Regions from separate parts of the Mus musculus genome. Here region 2 is linked to region 1. A link is a contact called in public HiChIP or PLAC-seq data. All regions are on one chromosome and are shown on one strand. The core of a region is the stretch at or near the end of the contact, and the rest is flanking DNA. Distances in the headings are between cores, read along the strand shown.

The links. HiChIP or PLAC-seq counts read pairs in DNA pulled down with a chosen protein or histone mark.
Region 2: a FOXA1 HiChIP or PLAC-seq map of pancreatic cancer cells shows a contact between it and region 1. The contact joins two enhancer-like sites. A contact is called at or near these places in 1 of 39 promoter capture datasets (embryonic stem cells), 1 of 115 datasets of contacts at active chromatin or transcription factors (pancreatic cancer cells) and 1 of 9 other capture datasets (adipose tissue).

Annotation. Positions count from the first base shown.
Region 1 is chr11:103,245,078-103,249,117 of GRCm38.p6, reverse strand. The region is part of intron 1 of Map3k14 (mitogen-activated protein kinase kinase kinase 14); the gene reads left to right. Among named protein-coding and RNA genes, the nearest start is that of Map3k14, 20 kb to the left of the region's middle. Within about 2 kb of position 2,182, at least 185 of the 459 cell types and tissues checked have an H3K27ac peak or open chromatin away from gene starts, as enhancers often do. A contact at or near this core is called in pancreatic cancer cells, where this site is marked.
Region 2 is chr11:103,683,087-103,687,126 of GRCm38.p6, reverse strand. It overlaps Gosr2 (golgi SNAP receptor complex member 2), which reads left to right. Exons shown (of 6, transcript NM_019650.4): 4 at 413-545; 5 at 3,195-3,335. Among named protein-coding and RNA genes, the nearest start is that of Gosr2, 13 kb to the left of the region's middle. Within about 2 kb of position 1,761, at least 109 of the 459 cell types and tissues checked have an H3K27ac peak or open chromatin away from gene starts, as enhancers often do. A contact at or near this core is called in pancreatic cancer cells, where this site is marked.

The DNA of each region.
Region 1 (4,040 bases), core at 933-3,432:
CCTCAGAGCTTACCTAACTCTTTCCATGGTGACCTGGGGTTTTCTGCAGAGGTCCTGGCTTGAGGGAAGGAAGGCCAGAGTGGGTGGGGCGTCCTGTCCACCTCCATTCACGAGGGCAGCTGTTTCTGACAGGAGTTACATGAGGTTGCATGCTACTAGCTTCCATAAGATAATGAGTATGATTTCATTTGACAAAAATACCCCCCCCATTTTTTTTAATAAAGCTAGAAGCTATAGCTTCTGGTTCCCACCCTGGCGTTCTCAGGGTAAGTGTACTTACTAAAAGAGGGAAGTGAAATATGATATATTTTACAAAGGTTATTTTCTCCAAAGGCCAACATTTAAAGTGTTACTGTGGTACCTTTCAGCGAATCACAGACTCATTTAGCCTAAATCTTATTTCTGTCCGAGGATCTTGCTTTCCATCTGCGTTCTCCAGTGTGTACCAGAGGAACTGAATCTGCATCGTATTACATTGTAATTAAATGTCCTGCTGGCTATTAGTAATATAGAGAGGGGTCAAATGGCAGACCTGACCCCAAAAGCTTTGTCAGAATACAGATTCTAAGAGGCTAGAGATGGTTTCATGGCTAAAGAGCACAGGCTGTTCTTCTAGAGAACGCAGATTTGATGTCCAGTTACAGATGCTCGCTCACAACCATCTGTAACTCTGGTTCCAGGGAATCGGATGCCCTCCTCAGGCCTCCACAGGCACCAGACACGGTGCTCAGACATACGTGGAAGCAAAGCATCCACGCATAAGAAATAAAAGTAGAAGGACAGGTCCTGGGACAGGAGGGATGGCTCAGCCATTGAGGGCATTTGCTGGTCTCTCAAAGGACCTGAGTTTGGTTCTCTGCTCCCGGGTGAGGGGGCTCACAACTGTCCTGTGACTCTAGCACCAGCAGACCCCACCGCCTCTTCTGACCACCACAGCATCCCCGATGTGTGTGCAGATAAAATTAATTCATTACTTTTTAAAGGTTCAGATTTGTAGCCAGACGTGGATGGCACATGGTTGCTGCCGTGCAGGGGGCGAAGACAGGGAGGCAGACTTCCAAGAGTCAAGACCCTCAACCATATCTTAGAGTAAAATGATTTCTTGTCACATAGCGCGTGCACACACACACAACATGGTGCAGATGCTGAGGTCAGAGGGTAACTGTGGCAATTGGTTCTCTTTCTCTACGCTGTGGGTTCCAGGAATCAAACTCAAGTTCTCAGGCTTGGCAGCCCCTCCCCAAAAAAATGTTTTCCTGAAAAGGTCTGGGAATGTAACATGCCTCGGAGAGAGAGTGCTTGCCTGATCCGTGTGAAACCCTGGTTTCAGTCCCCACACTAAGAGACAAGCAGATTCTTGGCCTGCAGCCCGGTTCCTCTTGAGTGGATCTAGCAGAAGTGCTTTGTAAGAAGTCATCTGGGGCTGTAACCAACTCCTGCATGGGAAAGCTCACTGTGGGAGGGATGCAGAGGTATGGCTCAAGCATGGAGCCCTGGCCCTGCCCTGGCACACTGGAGCAACACCCTGTGCCCCGTATACACTTGAGCAGCTGGCTGAGCACCATGACCCTTTCCCTGGAAAAATACAAACTGTGTCTTGCTTGCTCTTGTGGCTCCCAGACCTCCTTGAGCCCAAACCAAGAACTGCTCTTTTTTTAAAAAATCATGGAAATATATATAATATATATATATATATATATATATATATATATTATATATATAATTATTTACATCCTGAATGCTGTCCCCCCTTCCCAGTCTCCCCTCCCCTTCGCCTCTGAGAGAGGGCAGTCCCCTCCCCCATATCCCCCTACTCTGTTGCATCAAGTCTCTGCAGGATTAAGTGCATCCTCTCTCACTGAGGCCAGACAAGGCAGCCCTCTGCTACATATGTGCCAGGGGCCTTGGACCAGCCCAGGTACACTCCGAGAACTGCTTATGGTTGATATAGTAGCACCCAGTCACTTCTGCCCCTAGACTCCTGCAGACCCATTGGGCACAGCAAGAGGGCATCAGGTTAGGTGTATGCATCAGGCCTGAAAGGGTGCTGTGTGAACCCCTGCCTTTTCTTTGTGTGGGCTCTGGGTGTGGCTCTTGCCGTTTCTGTCATCCTTGGCTTCCATACAGTGAAGACAGCAGGCGGCTGCGTGCACTAGAGGCTGAGGTGGAGCTGGAGGGGGGGGGGTTGGGTTGAGTGATACTGTACAGCCTTGACCTCATTTTGTCCCAACTCTCCAGGCACTGCAGGGGAGACAGAAAGGACAAGTTTCAGGCCTGGGAGATAGGGATGAGCCTGTACCAAAGCCCAGGGTTCTGGGAAGAACACCTAGCTACCAGTCCTGGAATTGGGACTGAAATGAGTTTTATGGGCCAGACCCACATAGAAGTAGAGAGGGAGAGAGGAAGCAGGCCTGTCTATATTTGTGGGAGAGCTGCCATTAGGCCAGCGAACCTGGAAGCTGTCAGAGAGGGGCTGAGTCACGATTATGTGGCATGGGAAGCCAGCTGCAGGAGAAGCTTTGCTGCTGCGTGCTGGAACTGTCTGCCTCGGGGAGAGTGAGGGTCAGCCACTCTTGGGTCCAGCTGCCATCTGCTGGGTCAGCTTCTCAGTAGGTCCTCCTTGTTGTCCTGGCTGCCAGGCTGGGCATGAGTCACTGTGGAGTACACAGGAGGCTTCAACCTCAAGTTCTCCCCAGAGGAAGCAGCTTGTGTTTGTCGTGTGTGCATGGGGGTGGGAGCGCCAGGGCCCCTGGCCTGCTGCCTGGCTAGCCACCATCTTAATGGAGCTATAGCCCAGGGTGAACTTTAAACATTAGGTAGGAGCAGGCTATCTGAGCAGGGTGCAGCTCCACCCATCTTCCTCGCTCATCAGCGCAGTTCTTTATCTCTGGTGCTCAGGATTGTCCTGTCCCAAAGTCTAGAAGTGTGCCTTTGCTTGTTCAGTGCCCTTGTTTAGCCCGTGTTTGACCAACATGAGCGGTGTTGAGTTTGCCTTGCTGTTCTCTATACTAAGATACCTAGGGTGCCCCTCTGCTCTTAGACCACAGAGGACCACAACTTTTGTTTCACGTTTGCCTGTGACCTGGGAAACTTGCGTGTGGGTCCAGCCTGAAGAGCCCGGGTCCTCTGCCTGCCTCTGCTCTGATTCACATGGGCGGAGCAACTTTGAGCAGGGACCCACTTGGGTAGGCTTCAGGTTTCTCACAAAAAAATGAGGAGATTGAAGCATCCCTGAGGTCCCTTTAAACATACAGCAACTTCTGTTACATTTGGGGGATTTTTCTGATTGGTTTTTAAATTTAATTTTCCCTGATTTTTGTTTTTTTTTTAAAGCTAAGAAAGGTCAGTTTTCGTATAGGCTTTAAGTCAATATTCAGCACGTTGTGGGATTCAGGGAGGAGAGTAGAGAAATGAAAAAGAAAAATTACAATAATAGCCTACCTGGAGGTTTTTGCCTATTTGGCTATTTGGAAGTCAGAATTCCCCCATAGACTTCTTAGAGTGACCAAGTGACAGATTGTCTTTTTTTTTTTTTTAGATATTTTCTTCATTTACATTTCAAATGATATCCCCAAAGCCCCTTATACCCCCCCCCACTCCCCAGTCCACCCACTCCCGCTTCCTGGCCCTGGCATTCCCCTGTACTGGGGCATAGGATCTTCAAAATACCAAGGGCCCCTCCTCCCATTGATGGCCGACCAGGCCATCCTCTGCTACATATGCAACTAGAGACACAGCTCTGGGGGTTACTGGTTAGTTCATATTGTTGTTCCTCCTATATGGTTGCAGACCCCTCTGACTGTCTTTTGTAGCCTCCAGAATCAGGCAGTCCCCTCTAGGTTGAGCGGGCTATGCTTCAGTAGCAATGGGGATGGAAGGAGAGTGAGGCGGCTTTAGGAAGAAGCTTGAGCCAAGTATCCCTCGGATCACCACTATCTCATTAACTTCCAGGCATGGTTGGGCAGAAGGCCAGGGCCCATAGAGCATTGGCTTCATTTGGTCTGCATTTCTGCCCCAAGAGCAAATAAGTATGAGCTGAG
Region 2 (4,040 bases), core at 512-3,011, 440 kb before region 1:
ATCAGTCTGCTTATAATGAAGTACTGATCGAATCTTTGATACTCCACCGTGAAATTCAAAGGGAAACCACCCTCACCACCACTCCAGCCCCTACTCCCAAAAGTTTCATGAAACTTCATGGCTGCTCTACCTTAGAGCTGCCCTTGGGCTTCTTCCAGGAGTACAGTGTAACCCTCAGAAGGTCAGGAAGGGGCCATCAAGCCTGCTTCCTGTCACCTGTTCCCTGAGAAGTCAGAGCCCAGCAGACATTTGAGTAAAGCTGGAGCTGTGTGTAATTTTACCCACCATAACCACAGGCTGCCGCTTGACTCGGTGAGGGTGGGCCCTGGGAGAGAAGGGAGTATAGAGCCAGGTTGCCTCAGTGTGCCCACCCCAGCCCCTAGGATTTAATCTCTGTCTCCATTAACTCCAGCCGTGTCGACCAGCTAAAGTATGATGTCCAGCACTTGCAGACTGCCCTCAGGAACTTTCAGCACCGGCGCCAAGTCAGGGAGCAGCAGGAGAGACAGCGAGACGAGCTTCTGTCTCGCACCTTCACCACTAACGTAAGCCAGACTCTGGGGGTTGGCAGGCGCCTGACAGGTCAGGACTGAATGCAGGTAACAGGCATCACCTCTTAGCGGAGTGCCTGAAGCTGACTCAGGAGGAGACCAAGTGGAAATGTCGGGACTTTGTGCATTGCCACTAAGACCAGGCCTGGGTGGGGGATTTCTCTCCAAACACAAAAACCCGAGGAGGAAGCAGTTAGACTGAAGCAGTAGAGTAGGCAGAGAGGAAAATTCCCTGGCTTGATTAGTCCACTGCAGAGGTGGGGTTCACATGGGGGGAGATGCTTCTGTGAGCAGATAGAGACAGGTGGTTAGAGTGGTTAGAAAGCTGCCTCCAGGCACGTGCCATTGTGCTGTGTGTGTGTGTGTGTGTGTGTGTGTGTGTCTCCAGCCTCAGATGCATTAAAATGTTTCCCATTGTGCTGTGTGTGTGTGTGTGTGTCTCCAGCCTCAGATGCATTAAAATGTTTCCCATTGTGCTCTGTGTGTGTGTGTGTGTGTGTGTGTGTGTGTGTGTGTCTCCAGCCTCAGATGCATTAAAATGTTTCTGCCCCGGCTCAAATGGCAATTTGGAGGAATTTGTTAACAGATGTGTTAGATGCATTGCTTGACTTCAGTCTTTTTGGAATAGCCTGTTGTTTTGCATGTTTGATCTCTTAGAAGCCCTGCCCTGTCTCCTAGCCTCAGTAGGCTCATTCTCTGCAAATACAACCTCCTGGCCCTTTTCAGGGACTCACATAGTGTGTTCTACCAAATGAGGTGGGTTTGGGCTTCATAGTTTGTCACTTTCTAAATCTGCCAGTAGAATTCCTTGCTTAATATGTGTACAAAGCCACACTGTAGACAGAAATACTGCAAGCAAGCCTGGAGCGAGCCTGGTGGCTCTAACCGCACACAGACTGGGCCTGGGAGAGAGCCAAGTCGTCACTAGTAGTGAGTGCTCTCTTTCCTACTGTCTGATTGGCACAACCTCCTGCCAGGCAGTGCCCCTCCACCACGGAAACCCCGATTTCCACTGGCAGATGACCAAGCCATTGCTCCATGCCCTGCTGCAGTGCGGTTCTTCCAGGGCTTCAGGTTGGGGCTTCACAGGTTTGTGTTTATAGAGCAGGTGGGCAGGCAGGCCGTGGTGATTAACAGCTCACACATACAGTGCTGTAAGCCTCTGAGTAAGCCAGCATATGGCATGCTACATCACATTCAGGCAGTTGTAGGCTAGACATGACCTCTCAGGATTATTCTGTTGATTGCCAGCCTGATGTGGCACCACACTCACCAGGCTGCTCATAAGCACTGACTCACCAAATGAAACTTCCTCCAAGTCACTTTCCCCATTCTAAAGAGAGCAGACTAGCACCCTTCCCTTCTCAGGTTTCTGTGTAAAGCCATTCAGTAAGTGCTTGTCAGAAAAGGGGAGTCGTGGTTCTCTTAAAACACTAGAGTTAACACCAAGATACCAAGTAAAGCCTTTGAGAAGAGTACTAAACATGGCTTCTTCCTTTCAGGAGCTTCTGTGTTAGCAGGGAGTTTCAAAATGTCCACCTAGGGCTGGTTCTGAACTTGAGCAGCAGAACAAATGGTTACTCACCTGCCAGTGGGAATTGGGGCTTCCATGGTGGTGGGGCACTGCCTGGCAGGAGGTTGTGCTGGTCAGACAGCAGGAAGGAGAGACAATCACTGCTGGGTGACACGTGGTCCTCTTCCCAGCGCAATTGGTGTGTGGTTAGAGCCACCAGGCTCACTCTCAGTGTTTTTGTCTGCAGTGTAGTTGAAATTGAGAGTTGTGTGTGCACCCAGCCCTGGGATCCTACCTATCTGGACAGGTTATTCCATCTCTCTGGGCCTCACCTTCTTCATCTGCAAAATGGGGAGAGCAGGAAAAGTCCAGCAAGCTGTGTGAGTTAGAGAAATGTGCCTGTGAAGTAAGAGGGCTTGGTCTGTACTGATAGGGCATTTCAGTCGGAAAGGCCAGGGTCCAAAGGAGTGCTTAGTAGGTAAATCCATTGCAAAGTCTGCAGAGTCTGTGATCTGAGGCATCTCACTCACATAGACTGTGCTCACTCTGCAGTCCTCTTTTCTTTTCCTCTGTCTTTCTTTAGCAACCTTTCCCTGCCTTCTCAGAACTTTGTTCCCATCCTGAACACCCTGCAGGCTTCAGTAGAAAGCACTGCCCCTTTGATCCGTAGTTTCAGTCTAATTAGAGGGATAAGCTATAGATAAAATAGCTAAAGAACAAAAGCAAACATGTAAAAGCGCACGAGCAAGAACTGCTGTAAAGGAACACTTGAGAAGCTGTCTTTGAGAGGCGCCAGAAAAAACCTTTAGGAGAAATGAATGAAGTCTGGAAGGAATAACCGGATTTTCCTCAGTGGGGGACGTAGCAGATGAACAGATCAACACTACAGCAGAGCTCACTTGGAGAATTATGGGTCCGTTACCTCTTCTGCTGCTGTGCGAGCAGGCCCCGCCCCCTTACACACACCTTTGCTTTGCTTTCCTCCCCTGTTGGACTCTCTGATTCTTGCATTTGTCCCTCTAGTTCTTCTGGCTTGACGTTGGCCAAAAAGGCAGTGTAGTAAGATTTGCCCAGCCCCCAGGAGCTGAGTGGCAAGCAAAGTTAACCAAGTGCCTGCATTTCTTTCACAGGACTCTGACACCACCATTCCCATGGATGAATCACTGCAGTTTAACTCCTCCCTCCACAACATTCACCACGGCATGGATGACCTCATTGGAGGCGGGCACAGTATTCTGGAGGGACTGAGGGCCCAGAGACTGACCTTGAAGGTGGGGGCCCTGCTGGAGAATAGAGAGAAGGCTTTTTATTTTGTCCTTGTCCTATAGTTTAGTTCTGTGTTTGTATTGTTTCTGTGTCCCCAGTCCCCATGTGACAGTAAGCCCAAGCCCTTGAACTTACACGTTTGCCCATTGCGTGTAACAAACGCAGTGGCATTTCCTGATAGCTAGGGCTTTGCCCTCCTACTGACTCTGCATGAAATTGAGTTTGCTGTAAGGGGACCAATGACAGGCTGAGAAATGCGTCTTTAGATTTGCTCTTTTAAGAAGGCAGTCTTCTAAGGTGGTTTTCTTTGGGATTTCAGCCGTGGAGTGCACAGGGAGGTCCCCATGCTTCTCATAGCCACAGGTATCCAAGAAGCCTGCCTTGTTTGTACTGCTGAGACCCTGACCCCTGGGAGTGGTTTACAGAAACAGTATAGATTGCTGTCAGTCATGGCGTTTCAGCCTCAGTCTTTTCCTGTGTCAGCCCTGATGGCTCTGGGGGTGTGGGCTCTCCTTGTTATCAGGGTGTGATCCCCTAGAGTAAAGCACTGCCAGCCACTGGGCTGTGAGAAACAGTCCCTTGGAAGTGTGGCGGTTATCTTAGTTGTTATTGGGGCAGAGTTGTCTGCTCTAAGGACTCCAGTGTATTTCTGAGCAGCTCCCACCATCTTTACAGGGAGAGGAACCGACAGGGCGGTTGAAGCTCACCTC